3 separate regions of the Mus musculus genome follow, and regions 1 and 3 are each linked to region 2. Evidence: chromatin contacts called from public HiChIP or PLAC-seq and promoter capture Hi-C data. All regions are on one chromosome and are shown on one strand. The core of a region is the stretch at or near the end of the contact, and the rest is flanking DNA. Distances in the headings are between cores, read along the strand shown.

The links. Promoter capture Hi-C pulls out the DNA fragments that hold promoters and counts their contacts. HiChIP or PLAC-seq counts read pairs in DNA pulled down with a chosen protein or histone mark.
Region 1: an H3K27ac HiChIP or PLAC-seq map of trophoblast stem cells shows a contact between it and region 2, with 15 read pairs. The contact joins the enhancer-like site here to the promoter of Tfpi in region 2. A contact is called at or near these places in 1 of 15 datasets of contacts at CTCF or cohesin (the NIH/3T3 cell line), 1 of 484 Hi-C or Micro-C datasets (the C2C12 cell line), 7 of 115 datasets of contacts at active chromatin or transcription factors (the NIH/3T3 cell line, bone marrow-derived macrophages, embryonic stem cells and 3 more) and 3 of 9 other capture datasets (adipose tissue, liver and pancreatic islet).
Region 3: a contact with region 2 is called in a promoter capture Hi-C map of embryonic stem cells, with 2.3 times the contacts expected there. The contact joins the enhancer-like site here to the promoter of Tfpi in region 2. A contact is called at or near these places in 5 of 39 promoter capture datasets (3T3-L1-derived adipocytes, the HPC-7 cell line, Sertoli cells and 2 more), 1 of 15 datasets of contacts at CTCF or cohesin (the NIH/3T3 cell line), 9 of 484 Hi-C or Micro-C datasets (the AML12 cell line, the C10 cell line, the HL-1 cell line and 6 more), 8 of 115 datasets of contacts at active chromatin or transcription factors (bone marrow-derived macrophages, embryonic stem cells, extraembryonic endoderm stem cells and 2 more) and 4 of 9 other capture datasets (adipose tissue, embryonic stem cells, liver and 1 more).

What each region holds. Positions count from the first base shown.
Region 1 is chr2:84,536,798-84,540,502 of GRCm38.p6, forward strand. No RefSeq gene overlaps it. Among named protein-coding and RNA genes, the nearest start is that of Gm13710, 32 kb to the left of the region's middle. Within about 2 kb of position 2,429, at least 9 of the 459 cell types and tissues checked have an H3K27ac peak or open chromatin away from gene starts, as enhancers often do. A contact at or near this core is called in bone marrow-derived macrophages and trophoblast stem cells, where this site is marked.
Region 2 is chr2:84,472,780-84,476,108 of GRCm38.p6, forward strand. It overlaps Tfpi (tissue factor pathway inhibitor), which reads right to left and starts at 1,395. Exons shown (of 9, transcript NM_011576.1): 1 at 1,164-1,395; 2 at 920-1,020.
Region 3 is chr2:84,577,884-84,581,313 of GRCm38.p6, forward strand. No RefSeq gene overlaps it. Among named protein-coding and RNA genes, the nearest start is that of Ctnnd1, 71 kb to the right of the region's middle. Within about 2 kb of position 1,553, at least 5 of the 459 cell types and tissues checked have an H3K27ac peak or open chromatin away from gene starts, as enhancers often do. A contact at or near this core is called in embryonic stem cells, where this site is marked.

The DNA of each region.
Region 1 (3,705 bases), core at 1,179-3,678, 65 kb after region 2:
AGCAGAAAGGCTGTAAAAGCCATAGTGGATGGAGAACACCAAGAAAAAAGGCCCTGTAAGTGACACAAATGAAGCTCATCTGAACTCACAGCCTGGGACAGCACACTCATGACCTGCTTGTGTGTGCACCAGGTGCTTTGTGTATAGATTATGGTTTCTTGTTTAGTGTTTTTAATGGGATTCCTGCGTGTTCGAATGAGTGCATCTCAGTTTCTTGTGCCTTCTCTTAGATTCTTTTCCTTTTGGTTTGGTTCTGTCTAATTCAGGTATGTTAGTTTTGTCTTATTTTATTATTGTCCCTTAGAAGCCTGTTTGTTTTCTGAGGAGAGAAAGAATTGGAGCAGATCCAAATGCGAGGGGGGCCAGGGAGGAACTGGAGGAGTAGAGGATGGGAAACTGTGATCAGGATATATTATGTGAGAAAAAAATCTAATTTTAATAAAAGGAAAAATAAACACACATACACAAAGGCAGACACAGAGAGAGGGAGGAGAGGGAGAGGGGGGGTGGGGAGGGGGAGGGAGAGGGAGAAGGGAGAGGGAGAAGGGAGAGGGAGAGGGGGAGGGGGAGGGAGAGGGAGAAGGGAGAGGGAGAAGGGAGAGGGAGAGGGAGAGGGAGAGGGGGAAGGAGAGGGAGAATGCAAAATGTCTTCCAGTAACTCTGTCAACTAATAACTTCAAAAAGCCACACTGCTCAAAGAAAGGTAAGCTCATTTAGCCTGCAGTGGCTAAAAGGCCTTCAGCTGAGGTGATGAGGTGGCTTAGCAGGATAAAGTTGTCCTCTGACTTCCACAAGTGAACTGAGACAGGAGTGTGTGTGCACTCTCACACACCATAACAATAGTAACACTGGTAATAACCGTAGCAGGTAATAGTAATAATAAAGCTTTGTTTTAAAACTTCTTTAAGACTACTACCTTAATAGACTTTTTCTAGAATATCTAAGGGTGGCGTTCAATGACAAACATTCCCAGGATTTAGAGGACTAGACTCAGGGGTTTATGTAGATTCTTTTCAAGGCAGAAAACAAGTCAGGATTAAATGAAGTCTGTGACTTATCACTGGCACAGGAAGGGATGGGGCAGGAGGCTGGTCTTGGCAAGTGAGCTATTTGTTGAGAAGAGACTACAGTGTCCTCGGGTAAGTAACTTGCATGGATCCATGAAGCCACCATGAATCTGCTTCTTGGTTTACAACCCTCTCCCTTGGCTTGGTTTCCCTGGAACAATTAGTGAAAGCAGGTTAAGTCCCCGTGGTTAAGCCATGGGGATATGGATGGTCTCAGTCCTAACATTCAGCTTATTATTATTCTTTAAACCAACTTGAAAACTCTATACTGTTCCCATGGAAACAGAGCTTTACTTCCTCCCACCGATGACACCACACTTGGGCTATCAAAATGAACTTTTTTTTTCTTCCTTCCAACGCTCTTAAGGAGACAGCTGGGAAATCATCTCCGCTGGAGAAGAGAAGAACTCTTCAGACTATGCAGAGACTCTGTGCACATCCTAGATGGTGAATATGTCATCAACAATCCCCCAAGGGGATTCAGAACATCAAGTAAAACCTGGAATAGCAGATCAATGCTATGGCCACATGGGTAATTTTAGGATATTTTTTAATTGAGAAAGACCAATTCTCCGGCCCTACATTTCCCTAGCTATATGTAACTCTCAGCAAGCAGCCTCCCTTCTTTGGGCAATTTTTGAGCTAGATATTCCCCAAGAACCTTTGACTGAAGTCTTTCGGGATTAGTTTTAGTGTTATTTATTTGTTCTTTGAGAATTTCATATGCATGCACACATATTTTGATCATATCGACTCCCTCTGCCCCCAACTCTTCTGGCCCCAGGAGCAACACATCCCCTCCCAACTCTACATTTTAAATTGTTTTTAAATAGCTTACTGAGTCCAGATAGTGCTGCCTGGATTATTTGACATGGTACCATTAATATGTTTTAGTTTTTTTTTTTTTTTTTTTTTTTTTGGTTTTTCTCGAGATAGTGTTTCTCTGTGTAACCCTGGCCATCCTGGAACTCACTCTGTAGACCAAGCTGGCCTCGAACTCAGAAACTTACCTGCCTCTGTCTCTCAAATGCTGGGATTAAAGGCGTGGTGGCACACGCCTGGCACATATCTTCTTTTAATAATAATAAAGTATAACAATGATAAAAGATATCCATTTGGGTGATTACCAGAACTACGCCTCAATACAGATAGATGGGTTAACCCCCTTTGCTTGCTTGCTAAGAAGTAAGTTCATTTGGCAGAATTTCAAAGGTAGGAAGAATTTAACCCAAGACTTCCTTCCATTGCAGCCTATTACCTGTCAATCAGGTTTACAACAAAGGGCCCACATAGACTCTTCCTATAACTAGAACCATTCTGAACCTCAGATGACACACTGAAGAGACATAGTTCCTGGATGATGCATTAGGTAACCTGTGGTGGTTGGAATGCAGTGGGGAAGGAGGCTGTAGCCCAGTTTCCTCTCTGTGATTAGATTACCTGGGGCTTTCCCGAAACCCACCCCTAGTCTAGGCACCAACCCCCACCTCCAGGGAACCTGAGTAATGCAGTCCCCCTTCTAGTGAAACTCCCTCCAGGATGAGTAGCATCCAGACTGAGGTTCTTCTACACAAACAAGTCACAAGTATTTTGTTTCGGATGGTGATTTTCCTAAGGTCATGAAAACCCAAAGTAGCAATTAGCCAGGCACCCCAAGGAGGGAACAATTCTTTCCTGCCTGCCTCGGGAGAGCGGGCTGCCAACCACTTCCTTAGTGCTTCAAGCACAAGTCTCATTTCTCTGTGAGTTATTCATAATACCTTATTGTCGGCCAGTAAAGACGGATTAAGTAAATGATAGCATACATGTGTGCACTTGTGCACCACACACACACACACACACACACATGCAAACCACCATTACCACCATATGAAGTCACTAAATATAATATAGACAAATCGTTTTGAGAAAATGTGAATGTCAGAATCTCTTGTATGGTACAACTGTAGAAATTTACAGTCATGATCATATTAAGTGATTTATGTAAAAAAGAACACTAACTTATCAACTCCCATCTTTGTGGTAGGAATTTCAGGTAGTAGTATACTTTCTTGGTGTAGGGTTTTTTTTGTGGGGGGTGCCCTGCCCTATTTTGCTTAATTCCAGCTAGCACCCCACATCCATATATCCAAGTGACCAAGAATCTAAAATGTTAAGGGAAAACATCGTACCTGTTTGGTGTCCTTATTCCCTAAGCAATACACCCTGACAACTTTGTTTGTTTGTTTGTTTGTTTGTTTGTTTGTTCACTTGTTTGTTTTTCAAGGCTGGGTTTCTCTCTTTAGCCCTGGCTGTCCTGGAACTCTTTCCATAGACCAGTCAGGCCTTAAACTCACAGAGATCCACTTCCTCTGCCTTCCAAGTGCTGGGATTAAAGGCATGTGCCACCATGCTCATCTATGACAACTATTTCTGCAATAATTACACACAGTATTAAGTCTTATAAATAATCTGGAGGTGACCTAAAGCATATTGGAGGATAAGCAAAAGTTATTTTATATATTATATATTAATTATTATATTAAATTATATATATATATATATATATATATATATATGCACACACACACATAATCCCCAAGCTCCTTTCCCAGAGATATTCTAGGCTCAAAGGAATACATTTGGGGAAGTGGAACCT
Region 2 (3,329 bases), core at 145-2,644:
AAATAAATAAGGCTCCTCTTGGAATAAAGATGCTAAACTCTTTAGATCATGTGGCTCTAACCACTTATTCATAATATAAAAAGTAAAAGTGGACCGGGCGGTGGTGGCCGCACACCTTTAATCCCAGCACTTGGGGAGGCAGAGGCAGGCGGATCTCTGAGTTCGAGGCCAGCCTGGGTCTACAGATCGAGTTCCAGGACAGCCAGGGCTATACAGAGAGAAACCCTGTTTCAAAAAACAAAAGCAAAACACAAACAAAGTAAAAATGGAAATCACTTCATGGGGAAAAAAAAAAAAGAGAATACTCTTAAGTTGCGACAAAATAGCATGGACAAATTGAGATGTTAAAAACGATTAAAAAACTTTTATCGACAGTGTGGTTATTCAATGTGTACTGCTAGAGAAGAGGACATTCATAAGTATCTGAAATATTCTGGCATATTTTATAGTTAAACCAAGACTTAGAAGACTTAGAAACCAATCCGGGGGTGGGAGGGCATATCTGGACCACAACTTCATTTCTTATCGGTGGCTAGTCTCACTGTAGACCAGGCTGACTGAAACTTACAGACCCACCTCACTCTGCCTCAGAGGGCTAGGATTACAGGAGTGCCCCTGCATCTGGCCTTTCTTCTCAGTTTGAGGTTGTGATGAGAGCAAGGGATAACAACTAGTGAGGGTGGGCAGGCACCATAAAAGGGCATTTGTCAGAATGCCCCCGCAGGGCACCAAGAGTGCCAACGCAGAAGTCTGCTTCCTGCTTCTGTGCCATCTCCCGAATGAGCACCTCTGCCCAGAAGCGACGGTGACATCGTGACTGACACTGAGCAATGCACCTGGACACCTTGTAGTTGGGCCAACTGGACTGGCCAGCACACCTCCACCGCACCACCACCACCATCTCCCTTGGGTTTCTTACCTTGATGAGTCAGTAGTCCTTAAATGAGATCTGGAGATGAGGTCCCAAAATTATACCGTCTTCAGAAGAAATCCGGAGACAGGTCCCGAAAGTGATACAGTCTAAAAATAATAGTTTAGAGGGTCTTAATTGGGTTCCGTTTCTCTGGCAGTTAAAGAAATTAAAGGCAGGAAATTTCAGAAGAGCAATAGAGAGAAGTAGGAGTTAAAGGCAAGCATCTACTTAGGGTGGGGAACACACTCACGCGTCAGACACACGGAGAAAAAGATTCTCTGTAAAGGTTGCTCGGGAAGCCGAAAACCCCAGTCTCTTCTCTCGAGTCCTGAGGTTTTAAAGCATTCGAAGAGTCTTCCTCCCCCACTTCAGGGTTGGTCAGTTTGCCGTTGATTGGTCCGAAACTATGAAACTGTGAAACTATGTGTGACATGTCCTCATCAGGTCTTGACCTTGTTGAGCCAGTCCCTCAGTAAGGATTCTCCCCTGGAAGCTTTTGTGTCAAAGTCAATAGGTGAGGAAGCTAGCCATTATCTAGCCACGGCCCTCTCCCTATCTGGTGCCTACCAGGAAGTCTGTCAAACTTTTACCCTAATAGACAACAATACCCAGCTTCTGGTAACAGGAAAGAAGATGGGCGGCCACAGACTTCACCTGGAGCAAAGCACTGCCCCAGGCTCACCCGAGGCCTGGGTCCTGCCCAAACTGTGGACACTGTGGGATCCTATTCTGCCCTACTCTGCCTCTCTAAGGTAGTTTTCCCAAGTTCCACGGGAAAATCTCTTAGACCGTCTGGGTCTGGTGGCTGAGGGCTGATTGCTGCCCACTGTGGTTAACTGAAGACTTAACGCTGCCCTGTGTGTGTGGCTGCAAAACTCGGTTCACCTCTGCTCACAACAGATCACCATACTGACTGTTCAGGTGGCAGTTAAATCTGTCATTCTTAATTGGCCCAGAGGCCATTTGGTCTATACTTCCTGCTCAAATTTACCCTCAGACCTCTGGGGTGATGTTGACTGCGTGTTTTATCAGATTGGGAGCAGCAATCTGATAAATCTTAGCCTCTCACCTCAGGGACACAGCTGCTTAGTCAGACCGTTTCCTAAGGCCTTGCCTTCTCAGGGACACAGCTGCTTAGTCAGACCGTTTCCTAAGGCCTTGCCTTTTCCAGAGCTCAGGTCTCCAGCTGAGACAGGCAAGCTCACAGACACGTTTGCCTCGCTGACAGGCTTCCTGCTGAGAAAGATAAACTCACAAAAACAGATTTCAGTGTGAGAGCAAACTCAAGCCATCGTGTTGTTACTCAAAACTTGCTCTCTGCTGTTCCTTTATTCAAAAGAGCTTACTTTTTTGTGACTTTGTTCACTAATCAAACACCTATGCCTCAAAGTATTAGAGTTTTCCAGATTTTAAAAAAAAAAAAAAAGTTTAAAGTTTATGCAACTTGCCAAGGTCTGAGGAAGGGATTCAAAGTATGTGAAAATGATTTAAGGTGCGTGAAAAATGAGACTTTCAAGATGGTATACGATGTGAAGACTTCAGGGTTCACTCAGTGGAGTTCTGATGAATCTAGCCCTGGTAAAACACTGGCTACTAAACTTTTTAAAAACATCATAGTCACAGGCCCAAAATTGTTAATTTTCTTTAGTTGTTTTCTAAATAAAGGCACTTATCATTGTGAAAAAAACACCTCTGTTCTTTTGTTCTCTTCCCTGACAAGAAATCTCTGTCTTATTACAGATAAATAAATGTTCATGCTCCTATTATGCTAATAACTTTTCAAGCTTTGTTTTGCTAAGGCTCAAAGGTCTATTCCAACTGTTTACAGATTTTTGTTAACTGCTTTGCTACAATGAGTACTTCCTTGCAGAACACAGACAGTGGTCATTCTATCTAAACCTTTAACCTCTTTTTATATGCTTAAAACAGTTCATGCAAACTTCAGGGCTTCCATCTGTCATTGCTCAGAAGATCCCTTGCCACTGGTAAGCCAATGTAATTGTTCTTTGTCTCTCTCTTTAGGTTCACTCAGCAAACCAGACCCTGTCCCCCACCCCCACTCATACCCCCACCCCCACCTCCACATCCACACCCACCCCATCCCAGCCTGCAACTCTGGAATTCCAGCTTTCCTAGCCTGCCAGGACAACCCTCTCCACCTAAGAAGCAGCTACGGAAGAGAGACACTACATCACCCTTTATCATCAACAAAAGGCTGGAACTATTAGTTCTCTCAGCTGTCCAAATATACAGAAATGAGCTCAAGCTGGACCACAGAAGGATTTCTGGAGGATAAATAAAAGCCACCATGCCTCCGGAACTTTTGAAAGCAGTTCCCATCGGCCAAAAGTTGTCCTTTCCCTTACTTCTGGCAGAAGTGACAGATGGCTCCATTGACATATACCTACGGCTGCAT
Region 3 (3,430 bases), core at 303-2,802, 110 kb after region 2:
TTTCGGAAGGCTGTGTTAGAACATGGAAAGACACATCCGGATTGCAAGTCAAGCACTCAGGAAAGTGAAGAGCCCTGTGGTGGTGTGGCCTTCCCAAGCTCCCCTTACCTGGAAAGTGAAGGCAGGAGGACCAGAGCATAGCAAACTCAAAGTCAGCCTGCCTGTCTCCAAAAGGGAAAAAGAAAAAAGAAAGAAATCACAAAACACAAAAAGTAATAGTTCTATTAAACAGGTAGTACAATAAAAGGATTTTTTTTTCTCAAAAAAATTCCAAAAGTTTAAAAATTAGCATCAAAATTAATTTTGATACTTCTTGTAAAAAAAAAAAAAAGAATAATTAGGACCAACGAGATGACTCAATAGGTAAAGGCAACTGCTATCAAGCCTAATTACCAAAATGCAATGACTTCCAAAAGTCCTCCTCTGATCTACACACATACACCCACTCCCACTCAAAATAGAGAAATAAATATAATACATAATTATAAAAATCCTTCCCATGACCTTTGTAGGCACATTTCTCCCTTTTAAGATCTGCTGAGGATCAAATCCAGGGCCTTGTGAATGTTAGGAAAGCACTCTGCCATTAAGTCATGACCCTACATTTTAATTTTTATGTGTATGTATATGTTCCAGACTACGTGTATGTATGTAGGTATGTATATATACCTATGGAGGTCAGAAGTTATCAGATCCCCTGAAACTAGAGTTACAAATGGTTGTGAGCTAGCTGCCTGTGGGTGCTGGGACTGAACCCATGATGTTTAGACATTGGTTTGCCTTGCCACTCTATGCCGATCTCTGATGGACTTTGCTGATTCACAGATGATGTTGCGGGCATTGGTTCAGCTCACTTTCTTCGCTGATCCCTGTTTGCTGTGACTTTATAGAGAGAAGTGCACCAAAGAACTTCTCGTGATATTCTGGCAGCTCCTTGCTACTTCTTCAGACTCCAGCCTATTGGCAGAGCCTCGGCGACTTCTTCTGGATTGAACTGCCGTTGCCGATTCACGGTGGTTTGAAGTGGATCGAGCTGCGGCTGCTGATTTGTGTGGACTGAACTGCTGATGCCCTGACAACACAGACTGGAATCGCCCTAAAGAACTATTGCTAACCACGCCCACATCCCCCTTTGCCCTATTAGCCTTTCCTTTCTACTACTTCCCGTGGTTGGTGAGCTAGAAGGGAGGTTAAAGAATTTAAGAACCCTCAATAGAGTAGATATGGAGAAATCTTAACCTACACCACTCACACCCTCTCTTGCCCATTACTTTCTCCCTGTCACCCTTCTCCTCACAGATCGCTCATGTTCACGCCTATTTGTTTTATTTGTGACCCACTGAGATTAAACTGTGTGACCATGGGTTTGGAGTTATCTGTTTGAGTCTGGTGGGCTCAACAGAGTGTGCAAAATTTAATACAGTGATTTCTGTCCCAGAATCCATCAGATCAGAAATAAAGGGCAGCGCCCTGTGAGTCCCATCATCCCTTTCCATGACTGACTGCCCTGATCTCAAGGTTCCCACCAATGGTGTCTACTAAAGTGTCCCCAATGACACACGCCCTAACCCTTCTCAAACAGTTCCACCAATTAGAGCTCAGGCATTCAAATGTATGAGCTATTCTCATTCAAAGCACCTCAGGAGGTAATTTGAGACATTTCAGATATCTCCCCAGGGGAACAATATTCTAATGGTGGTATCTGGCCCCTTTTCTCTTGCAAATAGTACCTCCCTGCCTGTGCCTTCCAAGGTCACATTGGTAAGGGAAATAGCCAAGACCATGAAAAATCTATCCTAAACTGGCTCATATCACTTTATCCCATATCTGGCCAAAAGCCAGGCTTGCAGCTTTGACATTACAATAAAAGTGACTAGAAGATATCAGCTTCCCTTTTACCCAGAGAAAAGGGAAAAATGAAATTTAGTTAACACTTAGCTTTGTCTGTCACTGGCCAATCTACCAATTGTCACTGGCCATCTATAAAGAGTAGTAAGAGACCAATGAAGGGACAGAGAGATGGCTCAGTAGGTAAGAGTACTTGCGATACACAAGTTGTAAACTGCCCATGTAGGTGCTGAGAATTGAACCTGGGTCCTCTAGAGAAACAGGCAGTGTTCCTAACCATTGAGAGCTATTTCTCCAGCCCCTGTAGGACATTTTCTTAATCTGTGATTGACGGGGAAGGGCCCAGCCCACTGTGATAGTGCCAGGTGGTCCTGGGTTCGATAAGAAATTAGACTGAAATTAACCATGAAATTAACCATGGAAAACAAGCCAGTAAGCAACACCCCTCCATGGCCACTGCATCAGCTCCTGCCTCCAGGTTCAAGCCTTGTTTGAGTTCTGGTCCTGACTTCTTCTAGGTATGGACTACAATGTAGAAGTGTAAGTCAAATAAACCCTTTCCTCCCTAACTTGTTTTTGGTCATAGTGCTTCATCATTTCAAAAGTAACCCAAACTAGGAGAGTAAAAGACCCCATCTCAAAGGAATAAGGCAGAGAGCATTTAGTAAAGCAGGATACCCAACATCCTCCCCAGACTTCTGCATTCACACACACACACACACACACACACACACACACACACACACACACACACACGGTGGGGCAGGATGGAAAGAGAGAGAGCACCAGTGGAGTAAGTCGGGGGCGGGGGGGGGGGGGAAGTACTAAAAGCCAGACAGTGGAATGCATCCTTTAGTCCCAGCACTTAGGCGGCTGAGGCAAAGAATCAAAAATTTGAGACCAACCTGGGCAACATAATAAGACCCTGTCTCAAACAAACAAAATACACAATGATTCTTGGGGGAAATTTTTCTAAAGTAAAATACCTGGTATTTTACCTTTACACTTAAATGTTTGTTTGTTTTGGTAAAGTAAAAAAGAAGAAAGAAGGGAAGAAAATTCAATCGAGAGAGCTGAAAGATACAGAGACATGAAGAGAGACAGAAAGACAGAGAATAAGCTGAAGACGGATGAAACTCAGTGACGGGGTGTTCCCCTAGCATGTACGAGACCCACACCACACACACACACACACACACACACACACTAGGCTTCAAACACAGTACAAAGGTTTAATTTGATTTTATATTTGAATGCAACATAATATATTTTGTATATGTGGATATTTATGCTCCTACAACACTTTAAATATCGACATTTATTTTCTGGTATAACCTTACAACTAAAAATATTTGTTTCTTCGGTTTACTTGAAATATTTGGTAGAAAAAAATTATTTTAACATTGCAAAACTGTCTTTGCAGAGAGAAAACTTAAACGTTTGAGTGTCTTTCTTCTTTGTTCAAAGAAGCCTAAACAAGTTAAACCAATGTCAACATTCTGTGGTCCTCTTTCCTCAAAGCATTAACTAATGTCAGTTCTCAGCTTATTTAAATTAACTCAAGGCTCTCAGTTCCCCTGTA